2 separate regions of the Triticum aestivum genome follow, and region 1 is linked to region 2. The links are chromatin contacts, called in public Hi-C maps. All regions are on one chromosome and are shown on one strand. The core of a region is the stretch at or near the end of the contact, and the rest is flanking DNA. Distances in the headings are between cores, read along the strand shown.

Evidence for each region. A called contact is a pair of places that touch in the nucleus more often than the background predicts.
Region 1: a Hi-C map of leaf shows a contact between it and region 2, with 9 times the contacts expected there. The contact joins the promoter of LOC123128528 here to the promoter of LOC123092043 in region 2. A contact is called at or near these places in 2 of 5 Hi-C or Micro-C datasets (leaf and root).

The regions. Positions count from the first base shown.
Region 1 is chr1B:425,123,427-425,127,117 of IWGSC CS RefSeq v2.1, reverse strand. LOC123128528 reads left to right here and starts at 1,467. Exons shown (of 4, transcript XM_044548560.1): 1 at 1,467-3,022; 2 at 3,267-3,410; 3 at 3,591-3,691. The coding sequence starts at 1,592.
Region 2 is chr1B:424,750,018-424,753,687 of IWGSC CS RefSeq v2.1, reverse strand. It overlaps LOC123092043 (ethylene-responsive transcription factor ERF039-like), which reads right to left and starts at 1,792. Exons shown (of 1, transcript XM_044513709.1): 1 at 537-1,792. The coding sequence starts at 1,537. The coding sequence ends at 710.

The DNA of each region.
Region 1 (3,691 bases), core at 218-2,717, 370 kb before region 2:
GTTCAATAATTTTGTAATGCATGCATACTTTTGTAGCGTTTTGTTGTCTTTTCAGTTTTGTCAGGTCGGTTTGTACATGGCTTATACTATGATCCTTATGATATAAATGAGACACGTATTACCATGTAAAAAATATATTTTTATCCTTTTTAATACTTCATCGTACTTTTTACATCTTTTGGGCTTTCCCCCTGTTTTTCCGCGTATTTCAAGGAAAAAATCAAATCGACACGGGCCGGGGTGCCTAAGCGTGCCACGGGCCGACCCACTTATATCCCGTGCAGTGCTTAGGCTGCTGCCTGCAGCACGTGGGTCGGCATGGCACGACTCGGCTATTAACCGTGCCCTAGTGGGCCGTGTCGTGCCGTGCATGTTTACGGCGGGCCAGGCCGACCCGTTTGGCCAGCTCTGACTGGATCGTGATGGAAGGTTTTTTAGAAACACTTATATAACTTTTATTTATACTCATGACAATTACAGGTACATTGATTTGGACCTAAGTTTTGAGAAAATACAAAATAACTCCTATGACTAAAATTACAACGAGGTATCAACTTCTGCTCGAAGAAATACTCCAAAGACTTCGTTAAAGAGTTTGCAATTAGACTGAAACAACGATGTTGCCATTCTTTCACCCACACAAACATCATCAATAATGGTTTTTGAAAGCGTCTTGAGTCGCCCATCTAAAAAAGATGGGAAACCTTAATCGATGAACGTATTTGGTTCGTGGATGATCCACTAGAAATGCGTACCGTCGAATCACTATATCTTCACCATTGTGTCGATGAAAGATTTCACCTCCACAAAAAATCAAACAAACAGAAAAGCTTGACACAACAACATAAACTCATCGGATCCGAATAATCGAATCTGCGAGGACATAAAACTCTCTAATCTCATGGCACCGTCAAAAGAACGAGAGGAAATTTATTCTCACACGACTCTGATGAGCACTACACTTTGACGAAGAATATAGAGGTCTTGAAAATCCAAGGTCCCCCGCCTCTTAGCGCCAAGATGGCAGCTGGAGGCGAGAGGACCTAAATTTTTTAGATGGCGGCGGCGGCAACGACAAGTAGAAAACCGATTTTTGTTTGGGTCGAGGCTTGAGCTGGATCAGGCTAGGGCTGTGCGCAAGGTATAAACTTGGGCTGGGCCACAGGCCTCGACATAAGAGCCTGGCCAGGAGCCCAGCCCAATTCAAGACCACAGCGTCCTTTTCAAGCCAACACACAGCTCGCCGTTGCCGTCCCACAAACCCAACGCCGGGCCACATCATTATTGCATTACTCGACCCAAGACCTTACCCGCAACCATACCCACCAGAGGCGGTCACCGTGCACCCTCTGGACCCACCGGTCAGCGAGGCGGTCTAGTTCAACCTGACGGAGAACGGTCAAGGCGAGGGGAGAGAGCGTGGAGGAAACGCTTTGCGGAGGGCGCCATTTCCGAAATCTTCGAAAGCTCCATTCCAATTCCGACCCCGTTTCAAATCCTCTCGTGCTCCGCAACGCGCTTCGCCTCGCCTCGCCCCCCAAAATTCCCCACCAAAAACCCTACCGCGTGCCCCCTTCCGCACGGCGGTGACATGCCGCCGGCGACCGGCTCCGCGGCCGGCCTCGCGGCGGCCGTCCTCGCCGCCTCCGCGCCGCGGGCCGCGGCGGAGGCTGTCTCGTCGGTCGCCGACTTCCTCCGCCGCCACCACTCCGGCGCGGACCAGCCGCGCGCCTTCTTCGCCGACGCGCTCCCGGCGCTCCTCTTCCGCCTGTTCGTCTCCAGTTCCCCCGCCTCGCCGTGCTTCCTCGACCTCGCCGCTGGCGACCCCGCCCTCGCCGACCTCATCGCGTCGTTCCTCGCCCCCTCCGGGCCGCTCCTCGTCGCCATCTCCGCTGCGGATCGCCACTCCCTCGCTCGCTTCACGTTCCCGCGCGAGCGGCTCCCCGATTGGCTCGGTTTCGCGCTATCCTCCACCGCGGCCTCCTCCGATAAGGTGATCTCGCCGCTCCTTGCCGGCCGCGTCGGCTCCAAGCTTCATCTCTCAGTGTTCGAGTACTACCTTTTCTGGTTCGCGTACTACCCCATCTCCGCCGCCACGGCCAAGGCTGCCGCCGGCGCCTCGAAACCATCGACCTCCACTTCGAAACCCTCGCTTAAGCCACGCGTTCTCCTCGAGAGTTGGGTGTCCACCCTCGCATCCACGGCTGGCCGCAATCCGGATCGGAAGCCCGATAGATCGCTGTACCTGAAGCTTCTGTACGCCTACCTTAAGGAGTTCGTGCCCAGCGACTGCGCCCCGCCCCGCGGTGGTTTTGGTACATTGCTGCATCGGAATGTCAGAGACGGTGTGGACGCTGCTGGATCCTTCAGGCGGGCCGAGTTCTTCGTGCACACACTCGTACAGTTCTGGCTTGTTGGGGACGATTTCTCGCCGCTGCCTGTTCGGACTTCCCGTTCCTATGGGTTGCCTTTACTGTCACTTCTGTCTCGTGCAAATCCTACACTGTCCGAGAGACTGCCAGCTCCAGGACTTGGCGATGCAGTGAAGCTGTTGGTGATGTATTTGAATAGGAGCAGTGTCTGCAAACTCACTGATGCAGGCAATGTGTTTGATGGAATGCTCTTAAGGAAGGAGTCATGTGACAGTCCCGCTGGCTACTGGAACCCATTGATGCAGAGACCATTGTATCGGTTTGTGCTAAGGACGTTCATGTTCTGCTCCAGGGATGCAGATATCAAGAACATTGCTCAGGTTTTTTCTGCATGGATGGTCTATATGGAACCATGGAAGGCTCAGCAGGATGACTTGAATGAGTACGATCTGCCACCTCCTGGTGGGCGAAATGTGAATTGCGTTAGTGATGGACAAATGCAAAGGTGTGATGTAGGGTACTCTCCAGCATGGCAAGGCTTCGTGCTGTCCAACTATTTGTTCTATAGTTCACTGGTAGTCCATTTCTTGGGGTTTGCTCATAAGTTTATTCATTCTGATGTCGCTTCAGTGCTGCAAATGGTATCAAAGGTTAGTGCAGACTTATTGGGTCATATTTTCCAGAAGTATGCCCAACTTTGAATCATATAACTGTAATATTGCATTTGTTATACTTAATGCATGTTACTATTACCCGGACAGGTCTGAATTTTGCTAAATGTGCTAAGTTTTACTCAAATCATGACATGAGTTTCAACAAAACTAAGCCTTTCAGTACTTGATATTTGTTGAACTAATGTCCATTTGCTGTTTTGCTGCTGTTTCCATTGTTCAGGTATTGGAAGTTTTGGGTTCCTCGGAATTATTGGAGCTTATCTACAAAGTTGATGCTGCTTATCATTCTAGAGTTTCTGATTCCCAGTCATGTTGTTTGGATGATGTGCTCAAGTATGTGCCAACTATCCGTGAGCAGCTACAGGTAGGAAGTTGGATACATGAGATTATCATTGACTGTTTCCTTTGGAATGCAAGCACCTATTTTTGGGATTTTTAGTGCACTCTGGTACTGGATTTTATGTAAAATCTACAGAAGTACAATGGTACTAATAATGCTGAGAAGTGTTTCTAATCTAACTTTGATATGCCTGTATGGTTTCAGGACTGGGAGGATGGGTTGTCAAAACATAGCACTGATGGGTCTTTCTTGCATATGGCGAAGAACTCTAACCTAAGGCTTTTCAGTTTTGATGACGACGGGGC
Region 2 (3,670 bases), core at 543-3,042:
TCATGGAGGAGACCAACACTAGCCAAACAACCTCATATCCACAAATTGACATTTTTAACCCTTTTTTTTCTCTGCTGTTGAACAGTAAAAGAGCTTCTTCTCCCAACTTCACTGAGCAAACTAATAAAGTTCAACATGATGTTTACGACAGGATCTGATGCTGATAAAGAAACATGAAATTGCTGGCAGTAGCAAAGCACCTCTTGTTGAGCAACATCACTTGATGATAAACAAGTGAGGGGTGGAATAGATTAAGTTTTCAAAGTCAGCTTTAGTGACCTCTTAACTTCGAGCTTCTTGGCATTCTATTCCTTCTTCTCATCTCAGTCTCCATGGCATGGAACTCAAATGTACATATTTTTTTTTCTGGGGAAACTCAATGCAGTACAAAGAGTATTCCAAGCATAACGAATACAGTACATCGCCTAAAATCTATCAAGGTCAAACCACTAGGATTCACACATTACTATGTGGTAATAGTAATAATTAACTCTCTCAGGTAACATGTAGTGGTAGTAGCAAACTTTTTTTGCATATGTATATCACTACGTACTCCCTTATGCTTATTATAAACCAACAAAGTAAAAAAAAAGGCAAACTAAAAAAACACTAGTAGTAAAAAAAGGAAAGAAAAAAAGGCAAAGAAGAGATTACACTAGCGATTAAGTACTCCTAGTATATTTGATCATCTAGTCTTCGCAAGCATCTGCTACTCCCAAAGGAGTGGCTCCTCGAGCCGGAGGTCCGCATTGACCTCCTCGACGTCGGGGAGCGGAGCCCACATGGTGGAGAACCCGAACCCGTCCTCGATGTCCAGGAGCAGGTCCGGCAGGTCGAACAGCTGCAGCTCCTCCTCCGCCTGCTCAGCGGCGCCGCAGCTCGTAGCCGTGGCGGCAGACTCCGGCGGCGTGGTAGCGTCTGCGCCGGCGTCGTTCTTGACGGTCTCCTCTTGGATGAGGCCCTCCTCCTCCTCCGACTGATCCGTGGACAAGGGCGGCGGTGAAGACGTGAACGCGGCGGCCAATGCGGCCGCGGCCTGCACGTCCTTGGGCGCCGGCGAGGCGGCGCGCGGGAGGACGTCGGCGAGCTCCGGGAAGTTGAGGTGCGCGGACCGGGCGCCCTTGATGGCGAGCGCGGCGACGTCGTGCGCGCGCGCGGCCATCTCGGCGGTGGGGAAGGTGCCGAGCCAGATGCGCGACTTCTTGCGCGGCTCGCGGATCTCCGACACCCACTTGCCCCACGCCCGCATCCGCACGCCGCGGTACACCGGGTGCTTCCCGTCGCTGCTCCGCTTGCTCTTCTTCGTCGTCTTCGTCTTCCCCTCCTCCGTCTCCTCCCGCCCTCCCTCTTCCTCGTCCAGCTGCCGCTTGCGCGGCACCGCCTTCACGGCATTGGCGGCGCTCGCCGGCGAGGAGGGACACGACGAAGAGTCCGTGACGGTGGACGAGCACGACATGGACGTGGAACTGGTCGTATACGACGACGTCGATGACGACGAAGACGACGAGGTTTCTTGGAGCTCCCGAGCAGGCGCCATGGCTGCGTGCAGTGGGTGCACGACGAGGGAAGGAGTATGGCTTTGCTTGCTGCAAGCGAGCTCTCGCTGCTCCGCCTTGGCCTTGTGGTGGTGTGTGTCTGTTCGTATCTGCAGTGGGGGTTTATATGAGAGAGCGAGGTGGGAGAAAAGTTTACTGGTGAAAAAGCTAATTAAGAAACCATGGGAGGGCGATATATATGCTTGGTGCCCCCCTGGTGTTGTCCCCACTGTTTTGTTTCCAAGGGCACATGTTCATCATTGTTTTTTCAGTGCCTTGTGGTACTACATGCTATACATCATCATTTCATAAAATTGGCACCACAGATTCAACGGTACAAATTTGAGTGGCTGTGGCCCGTGGGCTTGGGAGCTAGGACAAGGGAGAATATCAGGTGATGCCACCATTCACATGCATGCTCCCATGCTCCTAATTTTGAAAACCCACATTTTTTTTTACAAAGAAAACCCACATTCAAATGGTTCACAAATATCTGATTTTTTTATGAATGTTTATAAGGCATGCATCTGCAGACCCTAAAATTTCCAGATGCAAATTGAAAAAAAACACGTAAAAAAATACAGATGTTAGTAGTGTCATTTTTATACTATTCACGTTTTTGTTTCTTTTGTTTCTCTATGTGTATTTGATTTTTTTTAAATAGTTGTAGACACATGTTTTGTGAATATCCACACATTTTTAAAACATTTAAATGTGTGTTTATGAAATTGGGAGCATGAGAGCATGTGAAGGGTATTATCATTTAATACTTTTCGGTATACAAGCGGTGCTTATATGTATGATGTCATGTTTTATTTGTGGAGACGTATGGAATAAGACCAGGTCTAGATCCGAGTCATCTTAAGTAGGTGCACTATAGAGATTTTTGGTTAAATTGAGATTATCTATTAAAGTTTAATTGAAACTTTGCTAAATGTCTAGTTAGATTTCCAAACTTTTCGGTGAACACTAGATATTCAACAGTACAAGTTCAAGTGGGTGTGGACTTGGGGACTAGGGCAATAGACTGGTGCTAATATGTATGATGTCCTCTTTTATTTGTCAATCCGTGTTGGACGAGGCCAATGCTAGATCTGAGTTGGTGTTAAGTTCGGTGTACTATGGAAATTTTCCAAAAAAAAGTCAAAACTGAGATTATCTATTCACAAATTAGTCGAAACTTTCTTAAATATTAGTTAGATTTCCAAACTTTTCATTAAACACCTGATCATCACCGTCTTATATCATCCCGCATATAACCTGGAAGTAATAATTGCATCAAACCTTCTACCCAAGTTGCACATTAGTACCACAATATAAGGGCAAATAGTGTGCAATTATTGTTGGCTAAGGTTTGCGAAAGTTCCCGATGACCAAGAATTAATAGCGCCATTTTAATTAAAATTCATGAACCTTCTTGGATCGTTATACAAAAAGCTTTTGTTAACACGATGTGTTGTTCTTCACGTACGGCACAGTAGGGTTCATTCTTGAAGAAATCAAGGCATACATGGTTCTAATTTTAGTGAATTCTCTAAGATATTCACATTAGTGTGATGCCGAAAATAGCAAAAGAGATATCTCCAATTATGTAACTTGCAAATTCGGTCTTGTAAAAGAAACAATATCACTCCTTTACAAAAAAGAAACAATATCACATAGATCGGTTGATGTGCAGTAAATCCGTGTAAAAGTCGCCCACCATTTTGATGTGCACGCCACAGGGAAGGCACATATCAGCATCAAGTTCGTACCAGTGCCCCAATGTGATGTGATGTGATGGCCTCATGCAACCAAAAAAAATTGCAGTACACCGGTGACACCTCTGTTCTAAATAATCCATATTCATTTCGGTAATTCGTGATTGAGCCCATGCTCATCTTCACCTGGTGAACAATATCTAAAAAACAATAGTGAAGAAAACAAAAAAACTAAATTGTTTTGACATTGAAGATATGACACTTTTCCTGCAAAAAAAAGAAGAAGATATGACACTTGGGGAACTCTAAAGAAATCAACCCTGAATAATGTTCTTTTTCAAAGTTTCTCTGAGACCAGTTTTTTTTTCCGAGACTCCTCGAATCTCATTTTACCATGAATTTTTGCATGCACCTAGCGCATTGGAGCATCTTGGA